Regions from separate parts of the Mus musculus genome. Here region 1 is linked to region 2. Evidence: chromatin contacts called from public Micro-C data. All regions are on one chromosome and are shown on one strand. The core of a region is the stretch at or near the end of the contact, and the rest is flanking DNA. Distances in the headings are between cores, read along the strand shown. Region 1 holds the start of Sv2c (synaptic vesicle glycoprotein 2c). Region 2 holds the start of Otp (orthopedia homeobox).

What was found. Hi-C and Micro-C count contacts between places; a contact is called where the count stands out from the background.
Region 1: a contact with region 2 is called in a Micro-C map of embryonic stem cells, with 11 times the contacts expected there. The contact joins the promoter of Sv2c here to the promoter of Otp in region 2. A contact is called at or near these places in 2 of 39 promoter capture datasets (embryonic stem cells and maxillary cranial neural crest) and 3 of 484 Hi-C or Micro-C datasets (all in embryonic stem cells).

The regions. Positions count from the first base shown.
Region 1 is chr13:96,131,007-96,136,182 of GRCm38.p6, forward strand. Sv2c (synaptic vesicle glycoprotein 2c) reads right to left here and starts at 1,571. Exons shown (of 13, transcript NM_029210.1): 1 at 1,442-1,571. Gm29543 (predicted gene 29543) reads left to right here and starts at 1,719. Exons shown (of 2, transcript NR_167969.1): 1 at 1,719-1,773; 2 at 2,354-3,244.
Region 2 is chr13:94,874,111-94,878,998 of GRCm38.p6, forward strand. It overlaps Otp (orthopedia homeobox), which reads left to right and starts at 1,526. Exons shown (of 3, transcript NM_011021.4): 1 at 1,526-1,696; 2 at 3,003-3,412. The coding sequence starts at 1,660.

The DNA of each region.
Region 1 (5,176 bases), core at 321-2,820, 1.3 Mb after region 2:
ACGCCTTCCCAGTGCTACCACTGCGGCACACTGCGGAGCTCTTTGCCTGCCTGCAGCCTCTGTATTGCCCGGCATCCCCTGCCACCCCTGCCGCAGTCTATCCTCCCACCCGAGTCCCTCCAGTCGCTGCCGTCTGCACAGGGCGCGCCACAGGGCATCCATCACTCCGGAGCCTTTGACGCACACACGCGCGCGCTCCCAGACAGGCTGGGTCTCCTAGCCCTCCCTCCACCGCGCCCTCCCCTTGCGGGGCTGTATTTGCATCACGCCCACACGTAGAGGGTGACGCGAGCGCCCCCCCCCCCCCGCTCCCATGGTCCAGGCGGTACTTCCAGAGCTGGTGACTCAGCTCCTCCCTCTCCGCCCCCGCGCGTGGCGGACTGAGGTTCCCGCACGCCCACAGAGATGCTCCTTGTATCTGAGGTGGGGTGCTGGCTTCCCCAGCCAAGTTCATCCCGGCATTCTAAAATCTTTCTTTCCTTCCTGGCCAGAGGCGTTCCAGTTCGCGGGAGAAAGTATTCTCGATTCTAGAGCCCAGTTGGAGAGGAAAAGTCCACCAAGAGAAGATGGTGACCTGTCGCCCATTTCCTCTTGTCCTTAAATTAGATACCTCGGTAGTAATTGTTGCTGCCATCATCATCATCATCATCATCATCATCATCATCATCATCATCATCATCATTGGGGACAGTCCCTCTCCTAAGAAATCCTCACTCTTAGATGCGCTTCGCTGCGCCCCTAGGCGCATAGTGGACGCTCGATAGGGTTTTGCTCAATAGAGGTGCAGTGTTGGAGAAGTGTTGATTCTTACAAAGGGCCACAGCAGGCTTTCCTGCTTTCAGCTTGTGTGTGTGTGTGTGTGTGTGTGTGTGTGTGTGTGTGTGTGTGTGTGTAAGAGTTTGAAAATTGACGGGTTTTCTGCTAGCCTCCCGCAGAGCCGACTGCGGCTCCCCGTGCTTTCCAACCACTTCTGCACATCTGCAGAGGGTTCCCCGCAGAAAAAGTTGAGCCAGAGGCTGCGGGGATGGCTCGCTGATAGTGGGCGCTCCCGGCTGCCTGTTTTGAATAGTCTCTCCAGCCCTCCCTGAAACTCCCCCACCCCTGCGCCCCCAAAGAAGTCGGGAGATGCCTGCAGCTGCCCACCCACCTGCCCTTGAATCCCGAACATAGCGCACCTTTAACCTGCCTCTGCCTAGTAAACCCGGGGCCACTCGACTGCCTCAGTGAGATTTCCTGCTTGCCATCCCAACACAGGTACCCAGCGGGCAGCCTGCCTCACCTGCAGCCGCTTTTCCCGGGCCAGAGCTGGCAAAGTTGCGCTAGTTGCGCTTCTGGAAGGCTGCAAAAAGTTCTCTGGTTACAACGCTGGGTCTCCCGGCACAGAAGAAAAACCTAGCACGGAACGAGCCCTTGCCACGGTTGCGGGGGACTCCTTACTCACCGTTTCAGGCGCCGGGGACCCCCTGCCCTGAGCCACCGCTCTGCACTGCAGCCGTCGCCTTGCGAGCACCCCTCCGCTTGCAGCCCGGGGCCGCCTCGGTCTGCCACTCTCTCCTGCAGCGCGCGCAGTGGTGACTCCTTTGAGCTAGTCGGCAGCGAGAGGAGGGGCGGGAAAGTGGCTCCCGGCGGCCACGCTGCGGTCCTCCTCCTTCGCCTCCTCCCTTCGGTGCTGCAGTGGCGGGCGGCGGCGTGGCTAGAGTACAAGCGATGCGCAGGGAGGGGGTTACGGCGCGCGGGGGAGGAGGGCGCTGTGCAAGGCTGGGCGAGCTCCCGGTATGATGCGGAGGTGTTGCTGCGGTTCGGGTCGGGGGTGGGGAGGGGTGCGGTGGGGGTTGGCTCCAAGTGGCAGGTACTTTTGGAGAAGTCAGAGCTCAGTTTGTAGCAGGAGGAGGAGGCGGGGTGGGGGGCGTCGATAAGGCACCCGTGCTGAATTAGTCACCGAGTGTGACTGTGCGCTGCTCGTTTGGCAGCCCCTTGGGTCGGGTCCATCAAAGCACAAGGAAATTGTTGATTGCTGGAGGCCAGTGCCTCGGGAAGGAGGGCTTTTGTTCTGTTTCTGAGCCTGGAACTGGTTAATTTTGACTAGGCTTTCCGTAAGTCAGGAGTAGCTGATCACCCCCGCCTACCCCCCAATCTCCATGCTAGCACACGAGACAAAACTTGGGGTGTAGCGGAAGGAACTCCACGTGCGGGATGTGTGTATGTGTCCCTAAACCAGGGAGGGCCAGGGAGCAGCCGGAACTCCGGGTGGGGGGATTTCTAGCATTTTTAATAGGAGAGAGAGAGAGAGAGAGAGAGAGAGAGAGAGAGAGAGAGAGAGAGAGAGAGGTGAGAATATTGCTCTTGTTCTCAGGAATGCCTTAGAGGGTGAGAAACGGCAACCTTAGCCTCACCTTAGCGCTGGGGCTGGACTATACCAACTGGAACTCATCCTGGAGAGACCACACCCAAGTATCTACTCCGTCTTGGCAGGGCAGAGCGTCATCCTGTTACCCATCCGCTCATCGGAAGGGACAAAGTGGGAAGCCAGACATCCTCATAAAGTAGACCCTACCAGCTCCGAGCTCTCGTGAAACTCGTGTACTTTGGAAGCTCCCCGACCCCCGGCAGGTGCCCGCCGCGCAATCATTACCCTTGTAATGGTAACCCCGAGGAGCGAGACAAAGCGAGGCGCTGGTGGGAGCTGCAGTGGGTAGATCTCTCACACAATCTCTCCCTGGATGAGTTCATGCGAGAGTAAATAGCCTGAAAGATTGAATAGGTGGCTAAATGCTTGGCTGTGCCGATACATAAGTAAACAATGCATGTAAATGTTTGTGTTGCTGGAGAAGAGCAGCCGGGCTCTTCAGAGATCCAGGCGGTCTGGAGGCTCTCGCTAAAGAAGCTGGTGGGGACCACGTGGACCGCCTGGGACAGATAACTCCAGCTTGCTATAATCCGTGTGTGCCACAATTCAAGATGAGATGAAGAGAGGAAAATGGAACCAGCCTCCAACCTCTGGCTGCCCCTCCTTGCTGCTCTGGCATTCCGAGACTCAGGATTCCCAGGCCCTGTTGAGCCTACAGTTTCTGGACCGATCTTTGAAAAATCCATCTGGATTGTGTGTTTTGCTTAAATGCTTTGCGGTTTGTACCACTTACTGTGGTGCTGTGAGATGAATGATTGGAATGGTTAAAAATTAACCCACTCATTTAGACATCCTTCCTGTGCATTCTTACTTAATAAACAATTATTTGGGGTAAAACATCTGTGTTGCTACCAATGTAAGATACCATGTAGGCACAGGTGTGCTCCAGCATCGGTGTGAAATTTTTAAAAACGTAAATCGTATCTGGATCTATGTGGCGTTGCAAAAGGTGCTGGTAATTCATTTACTGCCCTGATGGATACCTCTTTGAGGGCGTGCCAGTAATAGTTGCATAGTAATTTATTATTTCTCCAAATGATGGATGTATAGAGAACAATGAGATGAACCTTAAAAAACAAAACAAAACAAAACAAACAAACAAAAAACAGTTAACACACTTCCTGGTATGGGACTCTTCCTTCAACCAGTTCTTGTGGGGTCCATGGACTCTCACAGGGTGAGTGGACTTTCTAGCTCTGGATTTTCCCTTCTTGCTACATTTGAAGATAACAGCTCCTGTAGTTCCCCTAGACAGAGCTGAGCTATATATGGCATTTAAACATTGTGTCTTTGAAGTACAGGGGTTTCCTTTGGTGATGATGAGGGAGGGAGATAGCTTTCATTGGTCCCGCTGAGCACACTTACTAGCAAGTGTCAGCCATTTTTTCTCTTCTAAAAACATTGGTCTCATAGGAGCCTATGTAGGTAAAGATGCATAACTGCCCTGTAGTCACCACACCTCAGGGCTCTTGAAGTCACTACCTTTCTACCAAAAAAGAATTTCATTCAAAATTCACCTCAAAAACCAAGTCTTCCTGAGCAGCCAATAGGATCTGTCTTTGCATCCGCAAACTGGTTTCACTTTTTAGAGAAGACATACAGGTGCTATGGTTACACAAGAACCATAGTGCCTAACACAGAGTGGCCACAGAATAAGAATTATTCCTACTTCCCCCATAAATAGAGGAAAGTTTCCCAAAGCTTCTGTATGCTGCTTCCTGCAAGCTCAGAATAGCATCTGGCTTCCATGGCAGGGGTCTAGAGAGAGCCCCATACCTTTGTATCACAAGCCCCTACGTATCCAGCTCTTTTCTCTGTCACTGGGAGTCGATATCTAGCTACAGACACATACTCGTCCTGCTCTCAACACTCTTCCCAAAGATGCCCTACCACCATGCCTCTCATCAAAACTGTAATGGGGGTTCGTTTCCATGACCACAAACAGCCCAGAATCTCAACTGTGATTTACATTTACATCCTGACCCCCATACTCTGTCCCTTCCCCCATCCAGCTCTCTAGCTCTCCCTTCTAACGCATAAATGGCTAGCACAATCCTTCCTTCCATTCTCGTTCTAATGGAATCTTCCACTCTCCTCTTATTGAATTATACTGTTTCAGAAACTCAGTTTGTTAGAACCAAGACCATATATTGCAAATGACTGATGTGTCTCCAGATCTTGGTTCTGTCTCTGTCTCTCTCTCTCTCTGCTCTCTCTGTGTGTCTGTCTGTCTGTCTCTCTCTCCTCCCTTGCAATTTGCTTGGCTGGAGAGAGATCTGTTCTGTAGTTTTCTGCAGCCTGGTTGTATGCTCTTTGCATCACTTAAGTGTCCTGCTCAGGACTTCCTACAACCCACAACAGACATCTAAAGGTTTATTATATTTTTTTGACAAAACCAGTACATATAAATAGCATGTGCCATTTATATGTATCTAAGTGCAGGCTTATAAAAACAATTATTGGTAAGTATTGCTTTTGCCCCACTATTTCTTCAGGTTTTGATAAATGATGCTATTCCATTGACCATTTCTCAGATACCTATTCTCCTAACCTCTTGAGAGATGCTTGAGTACTGGGTGTAGTGGCTTACACTGTTGATCTCAGCTTGGGAGGTAGAGTCAGTCAGATCCTCTGGGAGTTAGATGTCAGCCTGGCCTACATGGCACGTTCAAGGCCAACTAGGGCAACATTGTGAGACCCTGCCTCAATTAAAATAAAATAAAATGACCAATATGACCAATATGGTAAACAATATCTCCAAGAGTTGGA
Region 2 (4,888 bases), core at 276-2,775:
TGTTTTGTGTAAGTCAATTGGGCGACGAACAAAAAAAGCCATTTGTTCGGTATTATTTAAAACAGACTTCAGAGGGCCACCCTTTGTGGAAGCTTTATTTGCACTAAATGAATAATCTTAATTGCATCACCCTCGAATTAAAAATCAATGTTAATCAAGTTGGGAGCAGTAAATATCAGTTTTCATTTTGCCTTGGGTAGAGGGCATTTTTCTTGTGTTGCAAATAAAAATACAAGTCAAATAACTTTAAAGGGGCATCATGTTCTGCTGCAAATACAATTGAAACGGATTGTTTGGGAGCAGATCAGAAACGGTACAGAATTTTGCACTTAATTTCCTCAGTTATCATTTACAATAAGAACCTCTGGGCTTGGCAGCCAAGTCTAAACAGTAGTAAATTAGTACAAATTTATACTGATTTTACTCTAATAATCGTAATAAAAGCTTATAGATTTGGCACTAATTACATAAATGCCTAATGATCTTGAAAATTACTCTGGTTAGAAATATATTACTAATCTAAACTTTGTTGTTGGCTGGCTCTGAAAAATCAGAACATTAGAAATGGTTCGCTTCACTTGTGCAAAAGCACTTTAAATTGTTCAAGTAGTTTAACACATCCAAGAGGAAAATAAAGAGCGGTTAACTTTATTTACTGCCTTAAGTGGCTTTGGTCGTCTAGCTGAACTTAGAAACTTTGACCGAAAGAGCAGGTTGGGACCTGGGTGAGAGTGTAGGCCTATCGGGCAGGTGGCCCTGGAACGCAGCTTCTGGAGTTCTGGAGGAAGGCTCACTTCATGAAGTCTCCCCCTCCCCCAAAGCGGACAGGGGACCTTGGCGGGGTGGTGGTGGGGGGGCAACTTCCTCTTTATTTTCTAGGCTTGCAATGGGATTGGGGCTCAGTAGGCCAGAGTCTGGGTCTCTAGAGAAGGCCTGCAGAACAGTGGCAGAAATTTAGGGTCGTTCTAGAGATGGTAGCTTGGCTGCCTGGTGAGCTAGGGCTTTGACTACCGCGGTCCAGTGTCCCCTAGCTGGCACGAGCAGGGGCAGCGGGGGCGCGGGTGCGGTGGGATGTGTGTGGGCTGGGGGTGGCGACTCTCAGGTCATGCAGAGGTCATGTCCTGCTTTGGTGTCTGAACTGCCCCCGTTCCAGGGACACCCTAGCTCTGATACACAGAGCCTGTGAAGCGAGCAAGGCAGGACAAGGAAAGGGGAGATGTGCCCGGAGAAAATCTCTGGGAAGAACTGACCGAGGCTCGGCCCAGAGGCCCAGGGCGAGGCCAAGGTGGCCGCTGCTGCTTTAGCGGCTGCTGGAGGCTGGAGCTGCCTGGGCTGCGGCCGCCGCCTCCTCCCGGCAGGCGCAGGCGGGCGGGCGGGCGGAGTGGGGGACTCTCCGGGCGCTGACATTTGCAGGCTGCCCTCCTGATTGGTCCCCTCGCCGAGCTGCTCACGGGTTCATTCATCTGTTAAGCACCTCCCCGTCTCTCTAAAGGACATTATAATGCAAGAAGCCCCCTTTTTAACCACAAACCGAATTTTCTTTCATTTAGGTGATCTATATATATCTATATCGTATAGCTTATAGCTTATATCTATTTTAAATAACTTAAAGCCGCTAAAATTTGGGGGGGAACAGCTTTCGCCCTGGAGCGGTGCGCGATGCTGTCTCACGCCGACCTCCTGGACGCCAGGCTAGGTGAGTGAGCGCCTCTCACCCGGGCAGCCAGGAGAAGCCGGGGCAGGAAATTGTCAATTTGTTCCTTATTTTACCTTAATGCGCCCTAAATGGACTAATTTCTTTAAAAGTAATTGTGCTGTATTAAAGTTTAATTTGATTTAACATCGTCTTAAAAAAAATCTATGGAATATGTAGATTCCAAAACAAAACGGAGTTGGGGATGCTGACACCTTTTTGTTTTTCTTATTTTTTTCTTTCTCTCTCCCCTTCATTATTAATATTATTATTTTTGGAAGGAGTTCTAGCCCGCGATAATTTGTTTGGAGGTGTTTCTCTCTTTTTCCACTCTTGTTTGCTTTGATTTGGAATTTCTTTCATCCCTTTTTCCCCTTCTTCCTTTCTATCATCACCTTCTCCTCTAAGTGTGCTTAAATTTGTTTTCTTTTTTTAAAAAAAAATCTTCTCCTTTGTGAAGGAGAAGCCGCTGTATGAAGGTGGATTTGCTAAGTGTGCTGGTTGAGAAGAAAAGCCCAACTCATCCTCTCGGGCATCCCTGCCTTCTACAAGGGACTCGGTGTTACCAGTGACGGGGAGGGACGAGCCGTTTATTTCTCGGGAGAGAAAAGTTGAATTCTCTAAAGTTTGATTCACTGTTATGGCTATAGAGTTTACTTAAATTTCTTTGAAGCTATCTGGGTTACCAAGTTCTGGGCTTCAGGCTTGGGGAGCTTTAGTGATGGATGTGACTCCGTTTCCCAAACACTTTCTCTGATTTGAGGGGGAGGCGGAGCTGATTTGGGCTTATTTTGAGAGGTGGAAGGCTTGGAGACATATTCATCTTCCGAAAGTCAGAGGGAATTGGCCAGAGTTCATTTAGCGCCTTTGCTCAGGAGGAGCAGCCTCCAAAGGCTCTCTCTTGATTTCTTTTTCTCCCGCACCACCCGACTAAGAATTTTCTCAAGGTTTCCTGGGACACCAGGGTTACAGTTAGTGAAAGGACTCGGGTGTGTTTCATTGTCAGGCCTGGGAGTGGTTTTTTTGTTTTTGTTTTTGTTTTGTTTTTTGTTTTGTTTTGTGGGAGACACGAAGGCCGGAGCTGTGAAGCACCAGAGCGGGCTGTGGAGAGAAGGAGGCCAGGAGATGCTATTTCAACCTAGCTGTCCAATTCCTGGGAAACCGGGCTGAGGACCAGGCAGTTTCCGCCTCGGGGCAAGCGTGGGCGCAGAGGGAGCGGTGGATGGGGCTGAAGCAGAACCTCTCAGGGAAGTCACCGGCTCCTCACGTCGCCAGGACAGTACTGATCGAGATCCCTTTCCCTCCTCAGGTATGAAAGATGCCGCCGAGCTTCTGGGCCACCGGGAGGCGGTGAAGTGTAGGCTGGGTGTGGGGGGCTCTGACCCTGGGGGTCATCCAGGGGACCTGGCACCCAACTCGGACCCGGTCGAAGGAGCCACTCTGCTGCCGGGCGAGGACATCACCACCGTGGGCTCTACCCCTGCTTCGCTGGCGGTGAGCGCCAAAGACCCAGACAAGCAGCCGGGGCCCCAGGGCGGCCCCAACCCCAGCCAAGCCGGCCAACAGCAGGGCCAACAGAAACAGAAGCGCCACCGGACACGCTTCACCCCAGCACAGCTCAACGAATTGGAGAGGAGCTTCGCCAAGACTCACTACCCCGACATCTTCATGCGTGAGGAGCTAGCGCTGCGTATCGGGCTGACCGAGTCGCGGGTGCAGGTAAGGCGGGCTTGGGCTCAGGGGAGGAAGGCAAGGAGGGAAGGGGAGGATTAGAGCACGGAGTAGGTATTGTGCTCTGCTGGGATCCCGAGCTGCGCGCTTGTTGTTTCTACGTTCCTGGGTCGGAGGATACCATACTCTGTCCAAATATTGGCTAGGATGATCACAGGCCCCCATGGACTTCCTCCATTGTAGCCCCATCCCTCATCTCAAAACTCCTCAAAAGCAGCCCGGTGTTATGGGGCTGCGGGGCCCAAGTCCAACTTCTTCCAACAAAGATGGGAACCTTCTCGTCTCCCCAGAAGCTAAGCCCAGCGCGCACCTTGCTCCAGCTCTATTGACAAGTGTTTCATTACCCCGTAATGAGTTTCTATTATGCATTTGGATAAATGGGGGGCATTTCATAATAATACAGGAAACAAGGAAGAGGAACCACAGTGCAGTTGGTGTCTTTAAAAAGCGGGGTGGAGTACTCAAACTTCCAGGTGTGGTTTTATTCTCTTAAAATATCACCTTCTTTCGTCTTACAGGCAAAACACCCTCAGCTTTGTTGTTTTCAAAGGCTTTTTTTGCCTTGGGTGATTTACGCGCAGGGACTGGCCGAAAATACTACACCACCTATGAAATTTGGGTCTTGAATTTTAATAAAATAATTAAGATTTCCCTTAAGGAGGAAAGCAGGAAATGAGCACTGTCTGTTGTGGATATTTGACCCAAAGAAGGAACTTTTCAGGCCAGAAAGCTTAAATTGTAATGGAGGAATTTGTTATTGTGCCCATATTTTATCCAACCACTTTCTAAATTGTAATTATATGAAATCTAGAAAATTTCACCTGTATCTCTTTTGAAAATTGGGAGAGAAAATATAAGATTAATAAACCCCAATTTTCTTTCTTGTTTCTTTTACAAAGACTGGCAATATGTACTATTTCATTGACAGGCGCCTTGAAGAAGCTTTGCGCTTGCCGAGAGCTATCCACGGTGCTGAAAATATTTTTCTCTCTACTTTGGACCTTTTTTCCCTTTCCTTCTAGAATCCTGGGTGCTAAGTTAAATAATTTGTTAAGCCAGTGCTACCTGATTTTGGAAATTAACTTTAAGAACTACAGTTCTTTTACATTTGATTGGTCAGGAAATCAGGATTTATTTCCATTCGGCATTTTGTAGTTCATCTAAACGGGAATACATACCTTTGTTCTAATAAGAAATGAATATCCCAGAGACTTAAAATGGTCAAATTAATAGATAAATATTCACAACGATTAATATTTTTATTAAATATAAATCTGGGTATTTGTTAGTGAACTCTGAAAAGCTTAAACAATGGGGCAAAGACATTACACATATGAAGAGTACTAATTACATTGTTCGGGCATATTAAATGTTCTTTAAATCTTCACCTTACACTTTTTAAGTGTGGGTTCAAACTGTCATGGAAATATACAATCCAACAATAATACTTGATTGTAAGCTCAA